2 separate regions of the Mus musculus genome follow, and region 2 is linked to region 1. The links are chromatin contacts, called in public ChIA-PET maps. All regions are on one chromosome and are shown on one strand. Each heading gives the region's core, a stretch centred on a gene start, on an enhancer-like site or on the middle of the called end of the contact. The rest is flanking DNA. Distances are from core to core; before and after follow the strand shown.

What was found. ChIA-PET counts read pairs in DNA pulled down with a chosen protein or histone mark.
Region 2: a contact with region 1 is called in an RNA polymerase II ChIA-PET map of effector CD8 T cells, with 186 read pairs. The contact joins the enhancer-like site here to the promoter of Tmem42 in region 1. A contact is called at or near these places in 1 of 39 promoter capture datasets (macrophages), 14 of 484 Hi-C or Micro-C datasets (CD4 T cells, CD8 T cells, the G1E-ER4 cell line and 9 more), 3 of 115 datasets of contacts at active chromatin or transcription factors (the 230-238 cell line, effector CD8 T cells and embryonic stem cells) and 4 of 9 other capture datasets (adipose tissue, embryonic stem cells, liver and 1 more).

The regions. Positions count from the first base shown.
Region 1 is chr9:123,019,634-123,023,153 of GRCm38.p6, reverse strand. Tmem42 (transmembrane protein 42) reads right to left here and starts at 1,828. Exons shown (of 3, transcript NM_025339.4): 1 at 1,584-1,828; 2 at 842-988; 3 at 1-315. The coding sequence starts at 1,775. The coding sequence ends at 181.
Region 2 is chr9:123,086,099-123,089,618 of GRCm38.p6, reverse strand. Zdhhc3 (zinc finger, DHHC domain containing 3) reads left to right here. Exons shown (of 7, transcript NM_001372538.1): 3 at 463-587. Among named protein-coding and RNA genes, the nearest start is that of Zdhhc3, 25 kb to the left of the region's middle. Within about 2 kb of position 1,873, at least 45 of the 459 cell types and tissues checked have an H3K27ac peak or open chromatin away from gene starts, as enhancers often do. A contact at or near this core is called in CD8 T cells, Th2 cells, effector CD8 T cells and 1 more, where this site is marked.

The sequences.
Region 1 (3,520 bases), core at 579-3,078:
AATGCTTTAACTTTCCAGGCTGTGAGGAGGTCAGAGGCCAGTGGCTGGTCCACCATCTCCATGTGGCTGACACTTAAGGGCTGCACTCCCAGGCCGCCCTGGAAGCAGCCCAACTTGTCAACCCTTGGCTGGGTATCATGGTTCTCTTTACAGTGGGTCTGGTCTATCCACCGACTGGCCTCACTGCTCCTTGCTCTCCTTCCAGGTGGGTGGAAACTTCCTGTGGATCAGGGTGAGCCCACAGAGGATGAGGAACACCCCTCCCCACCATAAGATCTCCTGGCACTCTCCATACAGCAGGTAGCCTAAGATGGCCTGTGGAAGAGACAGCTGTAAGGGACCTGGCCTACCCTGGTAGGCTCCACCATTCCTTGGCTGATTTCTTCCTGAGGGGCTAGAGGCCAAAGTCTGGTGCTTTGCATCCAGCAACCACCTTCATGATCAATCCACGTATTTCTGTCTCCTCTGTGGACGTAAGAGGTTACCACCCCAGCTGAGCACTGAGGCTCAGCAGGCTAGCAGGTAGGGCCAGTACGGACATAGCTAGTACCCAGTAATCATAAACCCAAGTTAAGCTGTCTTCCAATTCAAGACTGGGTTCCCTTGACCAGACCCCCTAGACCCCATAGCTAATGTTAGAGTTCTTGATTGAGATAGCTGGTGTTATCCCAGAGTGACATAGGTTTCACTCCTAAGTTTTCCATGTTTAACTGTTCCTTGCCTGGAGACAGCCCAACTTTTGTTTTACTCCCTGTCCTTTCTAGAGCCTGGAAAATCAGGGGTTTCCCAAGGACAACTAACTCACCAAGAACCCTAAGAACAAGGTCACCAGGCTACTCACCGAGCAAAGTATGTTCGAGAAAGTCACTGTGACAGATGCAATGGCTGAAGACATAGAGAAACTGAGGCCCCGGCTAAAGAAGGTCCACATCAGAGAATTGGCGCTTGCCATGGCAACGATGCCTAAGACACATAAGCCAATATTGACCTGCAGGAGAAAGTGTCACTGAGCTACAACCACCATGGGCATAACCTTGAAAGACTGGGAGATGTTTACACGTCTCATACAAAGCATATGCGGACCCTGACTGATAGGCAGAGGAATTTGCCTGCAGACAGGGGGCAGGGTTATCTTCCACGAAGACCTCAAATTTCTTGTAGCTGAGTAGCCTTCTGGAAAGATATGACTTTACAAAAGGACTGTAAGTCGCCAGAAATCTATATCAAGCAGTCCCCTGTTCAGGTCAGGATCGAATTCTCTGATGCAGAAGCTCCGCAGGCGCTCAGTCCGAACTCTTGCCAAGGACAGGAAGAGATGGGCAACCGGTTATCTCACCTTAGGTGTCACGTGCTAAAAAAGCTATGGCAAGGGGACTTAAACTGAGAGGTGGGCTTCGAGGTCCTCCCCCAGGAGGCAGTGCCTAAAACCAGGTGGTCCAACATGGGCGCAGGCGGGAACCCAGGTTAAGCCGCCCTCCTCCCCGCCCCGCCCCGCCCTCCCCCGCCCCGCCCTCCCCCCGCCCCGCCCTCCCCCCGCCCCGCCCTCCCCCCGCCCCGCCCCCGCGTGGCGCCCCGGGCTGCACCTGGCTCCCGAAGGCCAGCTTGGCGGCGGCGGCGGCCAGAGCCCCGAACGCCCCGGCGCACAGACAGTTGAACACGCCCCAGAAGCGGCGCCGCATCGCGCCTTTCTGTAGGCGAGCGGGTAACTCCACGGGTGAGTCAGGGTAAGCGGCCGCAGACACGGCGGCACCCGAGGACTGCGGACCGGCCGCCATGAGGCCCGCTGCGCCCGCCACGGCCGACTGCCACGCACGCCGCCACCCGCCGTGAGCCCGGCTAGGGCGGAGCCAGGCGAGTGAGGCGAATCTGCTGCAGTGGAGTCCGGAGCCGAGCCGAGCCGAGCCTACAAATGAAAGGAATCTGGAGCCCATACCCTGCAGCGTGTGCAAACCCGCGACTAAGGAGAGCCTGCGGCTCCGGCGAACCTGGGGGATGGGAATCCGGTAGCGAGGACCGTGCGCCACTGAAGGAAGCGTGCTACCGAGAGGTACCTACTGTGAGAGAGGAATCTGCTGACGTGAACTTGGGGAGGAGGGGAGTTTATCTCCGAGGAGAACCTGCGGCGGAAGTAACCTTGTTTCTGAAAGAGCCCTGCAGTCAAGGGGAACCTGCTTCTGAGAAGACGGGGAGGTCTGCCACTTTACATGGATGCGCACCTAACATGCTAATCCTGAAGCCAAGCTGCACCTTCAAAGCACCTCTGCTCCCTCGTGGACGCAGGAGATGATGGATCTGGAGACCGGCCGCTTGAGACAGAACGTTGTTTGGGAAAACGTTTGTTCTGCCTGGACCATCAGAAGCACAGTCACTTCTAAGTTCGTGTAAAGTAATTGAGAACGACAAAAAAATTGAAAAAACAACCAAAAAAAAAAAAAACCCAAACAAACCGTAAAATGTCATCTACTGTCGGTAATTCCAGATGCTTAGGATGCTGAGGCAGTTAATGGTCATCCTGAGCAACTTAGGGAGACATTGTCTCACTTGAGAGGGCTGGCAGCCAGGCATGGTGGCACACACCCGTAATCCTAGCACTTCTGAAGCTGAGGTAGAATTACTGAGTTTGAGGCCAGCCTGACCAACAGAGAGGTACTAAGCAAGCCAAGGACTTTTTGAGACTCTCAAAAAGTTTTTGTTTTTGTAATAAAGGAGAGTTGGGGTTATAGCTCAGTGCTTCCATAATACATGAAAAATCCTGAATTCAGTCAATGGCAGTGTGTATGGATATATGTTAGGGATACATTTCCTTAAAGGAGAGCTGTAGAAGTGTATAACGTGAGCTAAGTGTGGTGGTTGGTACACATGAGGAAGCAGAGGCAAGTGGATCTCTGTGAGTCCGAGAACAGCCTGCTCTAAATAGCTCTACATAGCCAGGGCTACACAGCAAAACTTGTTTTGTTGATATATAAAATACAAATAATATTTAATGTATGGGGCTTGGAAGAAACACTTTATTCCCTGTTAAAGAGCTTTTTCATGGACATTCTTACATGCTACCTTGCTTCTCATGCGGGTGGTTTTGTGGATGAAATAAAAGGATGGATTACTGGGGTTTGGAGAGATTGCTTAGCAGTTAGGCAGCTTGCAACCTTCCCACAAGTGCCTCCCAACCTCATACCTCCAGGGGTTCCACTATTTTCTGGCCTCCAAAGGCACCTATCCTCATGTACATATATATACACCTGAACACAGATACACATTAATACATAAAATTAAATTTTAAATAAAAAGAATAGATTATCCCAATTAGTCCTATGTGGTATAAACCACTCCAATTTGCAGATAAGGAAGTTGAGACTCAAGGGTACTCACTGTACTATTCCACTTAATAATGGAGATAGTGTGTGGCAACAACTGATAGGAGAAGCTAAAACAAATCTAAGCTGCATCTGTCAAAGACTTTATCCCACGGATTATAAAGGTAATTAACAGAAATGACCTTCATGTTCTGGCAGAGTAAGGT
Region 2 (3,520 bases), core at 624-3,123, 66 kb before region 1:
GCAGAGTCCAAACAGACTCCAGAACCAGAGTACGAAGTATTAATATATTATATTACCAGTGTGGAATAACATGTCAGATACCAAAGGTGCCTGTCACTGAATACAGAGTGCCCATCCTTCAGAATAGTCACCCCGGTAAAAAGCCAAGCAAAGCAGAGCCCACTGAATATCTGGCAGCTTGTTTTGTCATGGAAGAGGTGAGCTGTGGGATATGCCTCTCAGCAGTGGCCCTTCCCAAAGGCAGTGCTCTGAAGTGACAGCCCAACCATTACCGTGATGTTCCCAGGGGGGAAGAATAGATCAACAAAAACAGTGCTGACTAATGAAAGCAAAACATTAATCCCAAGGTCAGTGTGGCCTGTTGTGATCTGGAACACAGACCCCATGTGTGTGGGGGCTTTGACATAATTGCCTCCACTAACAGAGTGACAACTGACCCTGATGCCTTTCCTATTCTCTTAGGGGGCAGTGCCCAAAGGAAATGCCACTAAAGAGTTCATCGAGAGCCTTCAGCTGAAGCCTGGGCAGGTGGTGTACAAGTGTCCCAAGTGCTGCAGCATCAAGCCCGACCGGGCACACCACTGCAGGTACCGTGGACTTTCCACAGCACCAGGCCAGCACTGGGACTGACTTCTGAGTGTCCCACCCAGGCAAGGAGTGACCACTAGGTTGGAAAAGGCATTTGAGTGGGCAAGGGATGCCTGATAAAACCTCTCTTTGAGTGTCTGTAAGATTGAGAGACTCTGATTTCCTGATAACTCAAAGCTCTGCCAAATCTGAGTGTCCAGTACTTGAGACAAAGGCACCGCTCAGACCTTCCGTGAAGTAACACTTGCAGAGCTTGTGACAAGCACAGCTCTTAAGCAGAAGTCCACTTTCCCTCTGAGCTGTTTTGCGAGTTCCCTTTGTATCATCAAGGTTCTTTGGGTCTTCTTGATGAGGCGATGTGGAGCTAAAAATTGCATTTCTTTATTACAAGAAGGAATTACAGTTATAAATGACAAATTACAGAGACCCATAGTGTCATTTGGTTATCTCCACAACACACTATATGTTTGAAGTGAGAAGGGTTTGGAGGAAATTGCTTTGCTCGCCTGAAGCACTGCAGAGAGAGATTGAGAATAAGTGAGAGATCGCTGAGTAGCTGACTTTCTTGTGCAGTCTCAGTGAAAGTATCTGTTTCTGTCACTCATGTGTCAGTCACCTCAGTCTACCCTGAGTCAACTCCTTAGTCTATTCTCTCTCATCATCACCAATTTCATTTCTATCTTCATTGCCACTCCTAGAGATAAGAGATTGTCTGATGGGTGATGCCCTGGATGGGGAAGCTAGCCTCATGGTGTTGAATGACTGCTTTAAGGTCACATAGCAAGTGGATACTTGAATAGGTCTGGATCCTGCCCATTCTGCCTCTAGAGCCTCATGGGGCTCAGTCTTTACCTAGGTCCTCCAGTTTGAAGTTGATTTACACAGAGGCAGCTGTGAGTGTTTGATGGGTAAGCTCTGCTTTTCCTAAGGAGCTCCGTCTTGGGTTAAACTTGCCTTTGAGGTGTGTGTCTTGCTTCTTGTGACTGAGATGGCATTTATTACCTTTCTGCCACCCTGGAGGCCTGACTTTGAATCTGGAGAGGTTAGTGTTTTAAATCCAGGGCAGTTCTCAGGCCAAGTCCCTTCCTCATTGTGAGGACTGAATGTAAATAGCTATGAGTGACCAGCAGTGAGTGAAGGTGGTTAGAGATACAAAGGCTAGGCCAGGAATCAGAGAGTTAACTGCAGGAAACAGCTTTCTCGGCACCATAGTGGTGAAGGTGGTTAGATACAAAGGCCAGGAACCGGAGAGTTAACTGCAGGAAACAGCTTTCTCGGCAGCATAGTGGTGCTTTTCTTTTCCTTATCTGGTGTTCTCTTTTTTACTTCAGCTACCACCAGCTCTTCACCTCCACCCCAAAACCATCCAGAGTGGGCATCTAAGTGCCAGTAAACAGTTAGAGCAAGGCAAGAACTGCTGATTCAGAGTAACCTTGTGAGGGCACTGATTGCCTGTGTCTGCCCCAGAAAATGGGTGCTGACAGCTGTTGTTTTATAGTAGTGTATGGTCACCCAGGCTATTCAGAACATGACACATATTGGGTAGGTTGATGGTCTATTAGCTCCTATTAGCTCAGAGGCTACTATATGGTCCTGGTTAGAGAAGTGTGTGTGTGTGTGTGTGTGTGTGTGTGTGTGTGTGTCTGTCTGTCTGTCTGTCTGTCTGTCTGTCTGTCTGTCTTAGTCTTATTTTCAGATAGAGTTCCACACCTGTACCTCTTTCTGTATTCCCCTGCTTCTGGTAGAATCTGTAGAAGTAGATATTGTCTACATTCCCAGAACTCTGGTGGGGATCATAGCCAAACACAAAACATTCCATCTAGGGCAGTGGTTCTCAACTGTGGTAATACTGTGACCCTTTAATACAGTTCCTCATGTTGTGGTGACCCCAGCCATAAAATTATTTTTGTTGCTACTTCATAACTGTAATTTTGGTACTCTTATGAATTGTAATGTGTAACTATCTGATATGCAAGATATTTGATATGAAACTTTAGTGAAAGGGTCCTTTAAGAGGTCGAGACCCACAGATCGAGAACCACTGGTCTAGAGTATGCCTTGTAGCCCTGCATCTATAGGCAGGCCTTTTCCCCCTAGCAGAAGCCCTACAACCCCAGACTAGTCACTTTCCCTGCTCCCTCAAAGCATGTATTTGTCTAACCTGGTTGCCCAGCACACCTTAGCCCCTTCTGAGACCCAGCTTCCTGCTTTCATTCTGTTTCATTCTCCCATTTATAAGGACCAGAGACCATGTGGAATCCCTTAGGGGTTTATGCTGTTGTAGAGCCAAGGTCTTGGGCTTATATGATACGTTCCCAGGGAAGGCAAAGCCTGGGCTTGACGGGGCCTAACACCCCAGGCTTCCTGTAACCCCCATTCCCAACACACACACATACACACACTGAGGCTGAATCCTCAGCAGATTCCTAGAACCCTGACGGACTCCAGTTGCTTAGTTTTCCAATCCCCACCGTCACCAAATACATTGTCCTGTGACCTGGTGCTCACCTGAGGAACAAGATGATGGCCTAGGCTGATTTGGAGGGCCTGTTTCTTTGTCCAGCCACAACATGGAGATCTGCCCTTGGACCCCTGTTCTGTTCTTTCCTTGGCTACACTGTCTCTTCTGAGCTGTGTTAATCTAGAGTATGGGATGCTGTTACCTTGCCTACAGTTTTTTCAGATAGTGAGGTATGTGATGAAATCCTATGTGTGAAAGCATAGCTCCCTCTGTCTCTCCCTTGCTGTCTTGGGGTTCCACCCATTCTCTTGCCTGCTTCTTATCTGTGTGAGCTCCTGCCGTCACGATCAGACCCAACTAGGCTAAGCCCAGAGTCCCTCCACGGAGTCAGGAAAGGTGTGTTTGAGCAGCATGACAGTGTGGTTAAGTGCTCCTGTGGGACATGGCTGTGTGGCTAATGCTGGCCCAGCA